Linked DNA regions of Anas platyrhynchos: region 1 is linked to region 2. Evidence: chromatin contacts called from public Hi-C data. All regions are on one chromosome and are shown on one strand. Each heading gives the region's core, a stretch centred on a gene start, on an enhancer-like site or on the middle of the called end of the contact. The rest is flanking DNA. Distances are from core to core; before and after follow the strand shown. Region 1 holds the start of SCAF11 (SR-related CTD associated factor 11). Region 2 holds the start of ARID2 (AT-rich interaction domain 2).

Region 1 (6,032 bases), core at 3,320-5,819, 160 kb after region 2:
GGAAAAAAAACTGATCTGGGCTTGAAAAGGTATCTTGAACTCCATAATCTTTATCTTCAACTGAGGACAGTCTGCTAACAAGCAAACATGTAAATCACAATTTTGAGTTACTTTCACCCTAGCGATGGCATCAAGAAATCCCCTATAACAAATACTTGGCTGTGAGTTCTTCAAAAAATCAGCGTAGCTTTTGTTGTAAGTATTGTATCTCATTACAAAGCTTTCAAGAGAAATTTCCCATGTCACCTCTGCTAGAAGCTACTTACAGTGATGAACTCTCTCCTCATTCACAGCTTCTTGCCACAATAGCAACTACCAAACAAGTGCTGGTGCCAACTGGTGTTTCTCAGAGTGGGACTAGGTGCCTTCTTGTTCAGACTTGGGAAAGTGCGTTTAAAAAAAAAAAAAGAATCACAACTGCAGTGGTACAGAGAGAAGGTTATATGTTACCTTCATTGCTACAGGAAGGTTTCATTTGAGGTGCTACCAAATAAACTCTAATGGGTTCAAGACACTAACACACTGCTTTTCTCATAGTACTTGCAATTACTTCTTGTACACCTCTGTCCACAGGGGCCACTACCTCTTGTATCACAAGCAGCAAACTAAGAACATTTAAGACAAGCAGAACTGCACAGATGTGATTATTCAGTGACAGAGTACAGAAGGCAGAGTGTTTCATTGTCTCTCCTTGTATCTTCAGAATCACTGAAGTAATTTGTTCTAGGCAGCGAACAGCCTAATTAACACTGCTCATCTGTCTTCAGATGCTACCTGAGAACACAAGTGTCAAGTATTATTATGGCTTAGTTTCATGTAAAATTCTCCATTTCAAAGGCAGAAATCTTCCCTGCTGCAGCTCTGTCCTGCGGTGCTATCAAAAGGTATGGACGTTCGCGAGGACTTCTATCCAGATGCTGATCTCAGGGATTTCCCACTCACTGTTACTGTTGGCAGCCTAATAAAAGCCAAGTAGCAAGAAGAGAGACACGTGTTAATGCACTTGACGTTTCCAGGCAATTTCATACTAGTTTGGAAAAGTTCCAAACACTGAATGCGTCAGTCAGGTTTACTCGCAGATAGTATCCTTGATGGAAGATCACAGCTAAGCAGTGCTTACAGACCTAATAGCAGATGAAAAAAGACTGCATTTTAATGGGAGTTCACCAATCCTTAAATAACATCTGCATTAAGACAGAGATGATTATTAGCATCTATTAGAAAAAGTGACCAGATACTGCTATTTGCCACAGCATTAGGCTTTAGATAACAGCTTCTGCAAGACTTATTTCTTTAATATTCTGCTTGAGAGCAAAAAGCAAGCTTTTTCTCCAGTTCTCTCTACATCCTCATTCATACATATTTTTATTGTACAGGTATGTGTGTGAAAGAAACTGAAATAATCTCAGAAATTTAAGAATGCCACTAGCCACAGAGTCAAAGACAGTTGCTGTGATGATGGAATAAGCATGGGTTGCACACTGATTATTCCCTGTACCAAACTGTGACCTAACATAGGGACCATCAACCAAGTCATCCTTACCCCCCTTCAAACACAAATATACTATGGTATATAAAAAAAATTGCTTTATAGAAGATTGACAAATAATTTCTAATTAAAATAATCCAATATCTGGATTATTATTAACATCAAAACTCAAATTTTGCATTCCTTTGGGGGAAAAAAAAAAAAGTAATGCTAGCATTACATCAAGATAATTTATAGAAAGTGTTACGTAATAATAAGAAGTGAAGGGGTAAAAATATTCATTTTATCACTATGTATACAAATGCAACGTGAAGATATGCCTACATGTGTACATGTATTTGTGACCTTACTAAATGCCTTTAATACAAGTTCATTTTAATCTTGCTACTTAGTAGATAATTAGATGCAGTATTTTGATCATCCTTTGTCATGTCAGCTAACAACTTTGCCAGCCCAGAAATGACAACTTTCACATTTGGTTAAGTTTAATTAGTTTTCCTTAAGCCGTTTAGTTGGAGAAACAATCAGAAGTGCCATAAAAATAAGCAGTAGTAAAGCAGTATGTTTCTACAATCAACAGGCTTTTAAAAACAACAAAACAAAACTGTCGGGGAAAAACTGTTTGTTGCATCTGGTGTGGGCCACGGAAGTACAGATCATGCATATTCAGCCTTTGAGTCCCTCCTACAGTCACTCGGCCTTCAGCACACCATCAGACCTAGACACAGGGATGTGATGGACAGCTGAACGTTAAAAGATGCACGCATTCACCTCCCACCAGCTGCAGCCCTTCGTTTGTTATTTCACGACTGCACACCGCTAACTTCCTACTCACAGGAACATCCGTGCTCAGGCGGTTCAGGACACCAGAAGCAAGCAGCCTGCAGACCCACAAAGAGATGTTCACAGCTTTCAGCTTGCAAACTGTACCTATAACCTCACTTACCAACCTCACAACCTCACTGCTGGCTTAAAAAAAAGTCACCACACTCAGATTAAGGTTGCTCCCCTTCAGGGTACAGCGGACTAGTACACACGTATGAAATAAAACGTGCCTATGCTGCTGAAAAGCCACGAACTAGTCCTTGTTCTGAGGCACTCCACATAACACTATAGCCATAAATATCAGAGGTTTCTAATGCGCATGTTAAACTTATACCTTAAAGCTCGTTCTATCTCAAAGTTGGCAAAATAGGCAGAAAAGAAAGAGAACAATGTTGAGACTTATAAAACCTACTTTAATCTCAAAAGCATTTCAGAATTCATTCATACAAGTTGTCAGCACTGAGGAATCTGCTTGGACGTCAGTACAAACTAGACCAGACGTTTCTGTTACTGTTAACTGGAAGGACATTTCTTACCCCTCGCCTTAGATTGCTGGTAAAAAAAGAACATCACAGTGCTGAAGCCATGGACTCAAGAGGCCAGGTTTCAGTAATTCTGGTACTGGTACCACAAGTCAGCCCATCCAACTTTTTCCAACAGCGTTCTGCCACTCCGCCCCATACACAACATTAACCGAAACAAACCACCCTGACGGTAATTACTATATATAGGAAACTTTAACTTCAGTTTTTGCACATTTTAGAACACTCAGGGGAATGGGAAACTGCAAATATTCAGCAAGGAATCTCTGTGACAGGTAAAAGCAGATGTTTGTAACCAGAGCAGAACCATTACATATCACAAGCAGAACCATACACAAGTTTTATAAAGCCAGAGGCTAAAACTCATGCGTGAAGTGTGACTCAAACTACAGTCAGTCAAGAGCAAAAAGAAGCTCTTTATCTCCTGGGTGGTTTAAAAGTGACAGCTGAGTAATTGTAAAACAACAAACTTACATCTCCATGTTGAGTCAAACTCAAGATCCTTCACATATTGTGCTTGAGCTGTACAAATTAACGTTGAAAAAAACTCACCAAATTCCTGGAGAAGCATTCCCTGTCTTAAAGTGATCCGAGCACAAGATAAACTAGTGCCTCCAGTTTTACTTTTCTTAGAGAAGGCCTGAAGAACATTCTGTTTTGAGACCATTTGGATGAGAGAGAAAGAGGTGTTTTTCTGAGGAGTTCTTGCCCGTTCTGTCTATTCAGAGGCAAACTTCAAGTCACGTAGACCATAAAAGAAAATTGGTTAATTTCTGACGTGGGCCATCTATCACTCTGTAGGTCAATGCATCAGCAACTGTAAACTACTGAGATAAAACCTGCTGAAGTTTGACATCGTAACTTTTAGTAAAATCCTAAACAGTACCCACCCTGCCCTCCCCCCACATTTGTCTCGTCTCCTCTAAGGAAAGCAAACAAAAGCCATTATATTCATCAAAAATTCTAAAGGAAACGTTTGGAAGAAGTTCTTGGGAACCTTTCCAAGGTTTCTCCATATGGCAAAAGAGGATGCTGGCTTTTTTGTGCACGCGCATCTCCGAATACAGCTTCCCAATTAAAAAAAGAGAAAGAAAGAGACACGGCTTACCCTGTACGATCAGCCAAATAACAGCAGCTTTTAGCCGCCGACATTTCATTTAAGAATCTCACTGTTAGGTTAGAGAAAGAAGAAACCAAGAGACTGGAGACCTCCCCGCTGCCCCACGCAGGGGAAGGTTTGGGCAGGCAGGCAGTGAACTCCTGAGGGCAGCCGCAGCTCTCTCACGGCTCCGACCCGGCGGCGAGCCAGCAGCTCGGTGCTCGAGCACGGCACCGGCCGCCAGAGTCAGCTCCGCTTCCCTGAGATTAAAGCACAGCACACACCGCGCGCAGGGGCCAGCCCAGCACAGCCCAGCCCCGCAGCCCCAGCACGGGCAGGACACCGCGGGGCACAGCGGCCCCGCCGGCCCCCCCCAGGCCCGGGAGCCTCCCGCCGGGCTGGGTCAGGCCCTGCGGGAGGGGAAGGCCCCGCCGGGCCCGGGCCGCCCCCCGGGCGCTCCCCATCCCCGCTGCCGCCGTACCTGGCGCCGTCCCCAGCATGGAGCGGAGCCCGCGGCCGTCCCCCAGCCTCGCCGCCGCCGCCGCTCGGGGGCCTCGCCCGGCTCCTGGCCGCTGCCTCCCCGCGGGCCGGGCGGCGGAGCGGGCTCAGGCTCAGCGGGCGCCGGGCCACATGGCCGCCGCCGCCACGGGACGGGACGGGGCCGGGCGCTGCCGGCGGGGCCCGCGGGGGGGCGCTGCGCGGGGAGGGAGGGGGGGAGGAGAGGGGGGAGGGAGGCGGCGTGGCGGCCGCCAGCGAGACGCCTCCAAACCGGCCCGCCCGCGGGGGCATTGTGGGAAAGGTCCTCCCGGGGGCGGGGGGCGGCACCGGGCGGGGAGGCGGGGCCGGGGCCGCGGGGCACGTGACCCGCCGCCGGGGGGCGGGGCGGGGCGGGGAGGCGCGGGGCGGGCTCGGGCGCCCCCTGCTGGCGGCGCGGCGGAGGGGCGCGGCCCCGGCCCGGGCGGCGGTGGCGTCATCACAGCGCGACGGGGGGGGGGGCAGCCCGCTCCTTCCTTCACACCCCTCCCCGCCTCGTTATTTTAATAACTTTAACCTGTGTAGAGTCGTTATTTTAATAAACTTGACCCATTTCGAGCCGTCCTTTTAATAAAGTTACCCCAAACTTGACCCAAAGCAGCCTCTGTCTGTTCGTTATTCGCGCACGGTGATGGGGGGCCATGGCCATGGCTGTGGTGATGGCGGTGGTGGTGAGGGAGCGGGGGGCTGTGGGGTGATGGCCGCACGCCCTGCAGGCTGCCCGGGCAGCAGGACGGGGGGGGTCGGGGCTTGGTGGAGTGTGGCGGCGGGTCTCTTGGGGCATGGTGGGTTAAGGGGCGTGTTGGAGGCTGTCCAGCCAGAGTGGTGGCACCTCGTTAGGGAGAATGTTAATTTAGGATTAAGTCAGAAGAGCTCGAATGAAGTAAGAGCAGCCTGTAGGGACAGCGTGTGAGAGGCAGGGGAAGGAAGGGGAGGACTGGCTTCATTAGCAGGCTGCAGGGAAATGTAATAAGCAAGCCGCCGGCCATAGGTAGGAAAGCACAGACAGAAGAAAGATGATGAAATGTGTAAGGTAAGCCTGACTTTAAGGGTTATTAAGGTTAATGAACTCCATCATCTGAAGAAAGGAATGAGCTGTTTTGAAGGATGAGATTAAAGAAAGCCCTGTTGCAGACTAAGACAGATGACTTTCGGTGCTGCATCTTGAGTAGACTGAAATCTTGAATGACCCTCAAACCAGACACTGAAGCAATTAAGAAGGGGGAGTGATGGGGTAACAGCAACACCGTGTTTGGCTATGGCCGCAGAGGTAAGGTTTTGTTGCAAGGAGGCCGTGCTACACAGAACTGCTGCATGCTTTTACTTACTATTGAGTCTTGTAGTTAAAATGACTCCTGAGTCACTTGAGACTCAGAGATGTAGTGGAAGCCCTGGTGTTTGCTGTTTCTGGCACAGGTCATGAAGATGTTGCTGTCATCCCCTCATGCTGCACAGATCATGTTGCGCAGAGGAGCCAGGGAAGCTGACGGGAGGTTTCCGTGACACAGAGGAATGCAAAGAGAAACACTCATCACATCTGAGG
Region 2 (5,284 bases), core at 706-3,205:
CCGCCGCCTTCTGTTCCCTCAGCCTCGGCCAAGTCGGCGTTTTGTTGACAGGCTCTGCCGGGCACAAAATGGGGCTGCCGCCGCTTCCATGGGCGCCGCCATTTTGTGAGGAGCCGCCGCCGCCGCCGCGCTGCCTGCAGCCGGAGCCGCAGCCCCGGCCCCAGCCCCAGCCCCAGTCCCAGCCTCGGCCGGCGGCGGCCCCGGGCGCGGCGGGGCGGCGGCGGCGGCGGCCGGGGTCCGTGTAATGGTTGAATAAAGTGACCCCCTCCAGGGAATCCCCAGCTGGCGGTTACGTAAGGGACCGTGCGCAATTGCCGAGCATGGAGACCCACCTCACCTCACCTCGCCTCGTCTGTCCGCCCCGCTCCGCTCTGCTCCGCCACCCACTCACCTCCGCCGCCCGCCCCTCGCCGAGGGGAGACCCCCCGCTCGGGAGGAATTTGGAGGCGAGATTAAAAACCACCGCCCTCTCCCGCGAAGGAAGGTTTAGCTGCGTGTGCCCGAGCGAGCGGCTTAGCCCCCTCAATCGCTTGTTTGTTTTAAGCCTCGCCCGTTCGCGTTATCCCGGCTTTGGGAGCCTGCTGCTGAAATCGCAGGGACGCGAAGTGTCACAGGCAGGGGCTTGCTGCAGCTCTCCTTCAAGCCTGGGGGGCAGGGGGGGCACCCAAGGCTACAGGGGACAGACACTGCTCGCCTTGCATTGAAATTGACGCACCACCAGCCCATCCGCGCAGAGAGGGCAATTTTCAATATTTATTGATTTGAAACCGAGGGATCTCTTTTCTACCCCCCCTGTTCCCCCCCCATAAGTGTGACCCAAGGACAAATCTTACCAACCATCTTGCTCTATTTCTGTCTTTTTATATTCAAGCTGAAACAGCATTCAAGTCAAAAAGAAAAACAAAAAATCCTCAAAAAAATGTTTTATTTCCTGAAGTTAGTTAGTACATGGAATAGAAAGGAATTATAGTTCTCCCTTAAGTGCTCACTTGGGGCCATAATGTGCCATTGATTTCAAAACAGAGCTCCTTACTGACTTTAATGAGGAGTTCTGCTTAAAGAAAACTAAAGGCCCAATCTGGCCCTGAATTTCTGTGTGCTGGTTGTGAGGGACCCACGCTCCTTCAGCGCCCCTTAAACTGGGACAGGCGCTCACCTGGAGCTCTGTTTACTTGTAGGGAAAGACAAATGCCTGCCTGGACCCCACCGCTTCAGCTGGGGAGCGGATTTTGGACAGCAGGCACCACTGGCTGCGCAGGCCCCTTCTGCTCCCACCTGCTCCGCAGGTGTGACCGCAGTGCAGGTTCTCCCCTGGGCTCCCAGGCGCTGGATACACGTGATGAGGAAAATATTTACAAATACTGCGCGCGCCATATGCAAAGGGGAGAGCGGGCCGCCGCTTTTGGCTACCGCCAGCCCAGGGTGAGGGCCGAGGCCTTTCTCCTTGCATAATTCTACACTTTAAGCGATACACAGAAACATATATGCGGCTTAGATTGAGTAGAGCAGCCCTAAAGCTCTTTGCTTACAGGGCAGAGCGCCTCTGAGAGGGAAAAAAATATATATATATATTTATGGAGCGAGGCAGAGTTCAGGCCCCTGCTGGCAAACCTCCCCGGGGCAGCCCTGCTGGGGAAGGCTCCTCTTCGGGGAAGTTTGGAGCCCCCTCGGCCCGGAGCGGGGGGCTCCGGCCGGCCCTGCCGCACAGCGCCTCCCCGCCCCCACCCCGCGCTGCCCGGGGAGATTTCCTGTCCTTGGGAACACCTCGGGCCGGGGGACTCCACAAAGTTTTTCAAAAGTCAAAATCCGCCAGTGCCCCCTTCCGTTGTTGTTTTTCTCTCTCTCCCCCCCACCCCCCACCCATCCACCCCTTGAACTCGAGGCGCTCGGCGTGAGCCCGATTAAAAAAAAAAAAAAAAAAAAAAAAAAAAAAGGAGGAAAAAAAAAAAAAAAAAACACCACGGCCCCGCTCCGCTCTGCGAGCCCACCTCTGCTGCCCTCCCCCCGGAGCAGCGAGCGGGGAGCGGCCGCCGTGGCGAGCCCGGCGCGGAGGGCGCGTTTCCCCGGCCCCCGGCCCTGCAACAACCGGTAGTAGCCGTTTTTTTCCTCCCCTCTTCTCCCTCTCCCTCGCCTCTTTCCGCCCGGCTTTGTGTGAAGTTTGCGGCACATTGCAGATGAGCCCTTAGCGGCGAGAGGAGCCTATTGTTCCCCGCCAGGAACTGCTTGCTGGGGCTGCGCTGGCTTTTGCCTTCGGAGCTGCCTCGTGCAGTACCGGGAGCGGCCTGCGGGGCCCGCTGTGTTGCGCTCTCGTCCAGGCAGAAGCACGGCGGCCTCAGATCTTTTTGTCTGAGAGAGAAGAGAAGTGAATCCTGCTGCCGCCGCCACCGCCGCCGCCGCCGTAGCTGTACAGTGTGTGTGTGCGAGAGAGCGAGCGAGGGAGCGAGCGAGGGAGAGGGAGATCGCATGGAGCCGCGGCTGTAACACACACACACTGTCAATACCTCACTCCGGCTCCCCCCCCACCCCACCACAACAGTAACCCAATTCATTGTGTGATCCAGCAGCACCATGTTGAGTCTCATGTGCAGGCTGGATCGGTTGGGTTCGTGGTGCTGAGAGAGGCAGCAGCAGCGGGAGGAGGAATTACTGAGAGGTGCCCCTCTCCCTCCCTGTCTCTTTGCCTGTGTGTTGTGTGGAGACAGGACTCGCAATTACCACACTCTCTGGGCTCCCTTATTCCTTTTAAACTTTTTTTTAAACAAGCCCCTCTCCATGGCTGATCCCCGGCCGAGCACGGGCACCTGGGTCTCTTAAAGACAAGGAGGAGCCGGGGATTGTTGTTGTTGTTGTCGGCCGTTTTTTTTTTTAAATTGGATTTTTTTTTTAAGAGGACCTTTTTTATTACAAAAATGGCAAATTCGACGGGTAAAAACCACGCAGACCAGCGGAGAAAGGGACTCGCTTTCCTGGACGAGCTGCGGCAGTTTCACCACAGCAGAGGGTGAGGAAAATGGGGAGATGGAACGGGAGGGGGGGAGGCTTTTAAACCGACCAGATCCAACTTCCAGCCCCTTCCCTGAAGGACACGGCAGCCCCAGCGAGGGGAGAAAAGGGGGCAGAGCTGACAAGTTGTGGTGTTTTGTGTGTATCTCCTTTGGCAGGTCTCCTTTTAAGAAGATCCCTGTGGTGGGTGGGAAGGAGCTGGATCTTCACGCTCTCTACACCAGAGTCACCACTTTAGGCGGATTTGGGAAGGTGAGTGGAAGTTTTAATTTGGCTTTCCCTCCCGCTAACCTCTTCCCAAAAGTCTCCTCTGACCCCCGGGGGCGGCGGGGGGAGCCGGGGTGGCCGGGAACCGTCCTATTTAAAGCCGGTTAGAGAAGGTGGGGGGTGGAAGAAGGAAGCAAGCAGGCAGGCAGGTTGGTGCCTTGGCCTTGTCGGCGGAGCGATGGAGGGGGATCCGGGGGTCCGGCGGAGCCCCTGGCCGGCCCCCCCCCCGCCCCCGGCCGGGCCCCGGCCCCCTGCCCCCCGTCGCCGGGGGAAGGCGAGGGGGGAGCGGGGCGTTCGGGGCCGTGAGGGGCAGTTTGTGTCGCCTGTGGTCGCAGCTTGTGTGTGCGCCTCTGAGAGGGAGAGACGGAGAGAGGAGAGAGTCTGAGCGCAGTTTTAGTGCAACTCAAAATTAGCGGGCATGTTTAACATCGATAATCGGCACGGAGCATGGGCTAGGGAACGAGCCTCGCGGCCGGGGGGGGGCCAGGCGCTGCCCTCCGAGCCCTTCCCGGGGAAAAATAACAAAAGGGGCACCCAAGACGGTGTGTAATCAAATAGCCATCTTTAGGCTTCAAGGCTAGGGACAGAAATGTAGGCCTCAAAAGAAAGGCCTCTCTGTGGCTGGGGAGCTGCCGCGGGGGGACCCATCGGGAGGGCTCCCCCGCTCCCCCGCACCCCGCAGCCCAGGGGGCGCCCCCTCCCCGCCTCGCCTGCCTTTATTTTAAACTTCTTTGGGTTTTTAACGGACCGCGGTAGGATTTAAAAGGGGGCGACAGAGGGACTCCCGATTGGTTATTGTCCAGGCAGTAAAAACAACAACAAACAAACCCCAAAACGCTGCGGGCCCTCCCGGCCGTGCCCCCCGAAAGGAGGCAAAACACAACCAGCCGGGAAGATGTCGGCGAGGAGCGGGATTGTTCCCGAAGGGGGAATATTAGCGGCTGTCAGTAACAAATGCAGTCCCAAACCCCATAGACATTCCTCTTTATTATTAGTACTATTTTCTCCATATATTTATCTATTTGCTTCGTGGCAGCTCGTAGGTTTTTTTTTTTTTTTTTTTTTTTTTTTGCGATGTTTGCTGTCGACGAGGTGTTTGTGTGTACGTTGTGTATCTCGGCCCCTGTGTGTTGTTTTTGACAGGTATCTGAGAAGAATCAGTGGGGAGAAATTGTAGAGGAGTTTAACTTTCCCAGAAGTTGTTCTAACGCTGCCTTCGCTTTAAAACAGTATTACTTGCGGTGAGTGCTATCAAGCTGTTGCAGTAGTATTTTTGAGTGTGGGATTATATTGGGTTGTCGGTGTGTGCAATAATAAAAATACCCCTACTCTTAAAAAAAAAAAAAGCTACAAAATAAACCAGAAAGGACTTCTAATTCCTTATTTGTCTGCTGCAGTGATCACTTAAAGGTAATTATGTTCTGCAGTTATTTTATTTGTATTTTACAGATGCAAGCCTTAAACTTTCAGGGGATCCTAAGTATATAAACAATCCATGTCAGAGCCATTTTAATTGATTATTTTAGAACGGTGGTACTAAAGGACAGTTACTAAGAGATCCTGGTATTGTAGTTACAGAAACTTAGTTTAATTTTTGAAGCACTGAAATGTGTTCCTATATGTAAACTTGTTTACTGTTCAGTGGGGTCAGACATTGAAGGAAAATGCATCTGTAGGAAGATATCCAAAGCAGTCTAATTTATACTGTTATCAATTACCAGCAGCATACATTATGTTTTATTTTAGAGTACAAAGATAAATATTTTTTTTTCCTGTTACTTGAAAAATAGTAGATTTTTGCAGTTTTTAAAAATAAGTTTATATTCCTTGAAGTCATGCAGATTATTTTTTAAGATGCAGATTTTTTTTTTTTAATGTAGCATGGAGGTTTACACTGAATATTTTAAATTACTGTATGTGGTGCTGTTCTGTTATTAAATGATTTTTAAAAAGAAATTAATTTTGATTAACTTAGTGTTTTTTTTATGTGAAAGATTTTACAGCTATTGCATGC

What was found. Hi-C and Micro-C count contacts between places; a contact is called where the count stands out from the background.
Region 1: a Hi-C map of subcutaneous adipose tissue shows a contact between it and region 2, with 1.9 times the contacts expected there. The contact joins the promoter of SCAF11 here to the promoter of ARID2 in region 2. A contact is called at or near these places in 2 of 8 Hi-C or Micro-C datasets (skeletal muscle and subcutaneous adipose tissue).

What each region holds. Positions count from the first base shown.
Region 1 is chr1:32,713,164-32,719,195 of IASCAAS_PekinDuck_T2T, forward strand. It overlaps SCAF11 (SR-related CTD associated factor 11), which reads right to left and starts at 4,570. Exons shown (of 15, transcript XM_072034133.1): 1 at 4,437-4,570. It overlaps LOC106017383 (a long non-coding RNA gene), which reads left to right and starts at 5,087. Exons shown (of 2, transcript XR_003497046.3): 1 at 5,087-5,759; 2 at 5,906-6,032.
Region 2 is chr1:32,559,520-32,564,803 of IASCAAS_PekinDuck_T2T, forward strand. ARID2 (AT-rich interaction domain 2) reads left to right here and starts at 1,956. Exons shown (of 21, transcript XM_005009952.5): 1 at 1,956-3,001; 2 at 3,162-3,255; 3 at 4,414-4,511. The coding sequence starts at 2,910. LOC113843579 (a long non-coding RNA gene) reads right to left here and starts at 1,902. Exons shown (of 5, transcript XR_011807233.1): 1 at 392-1,902.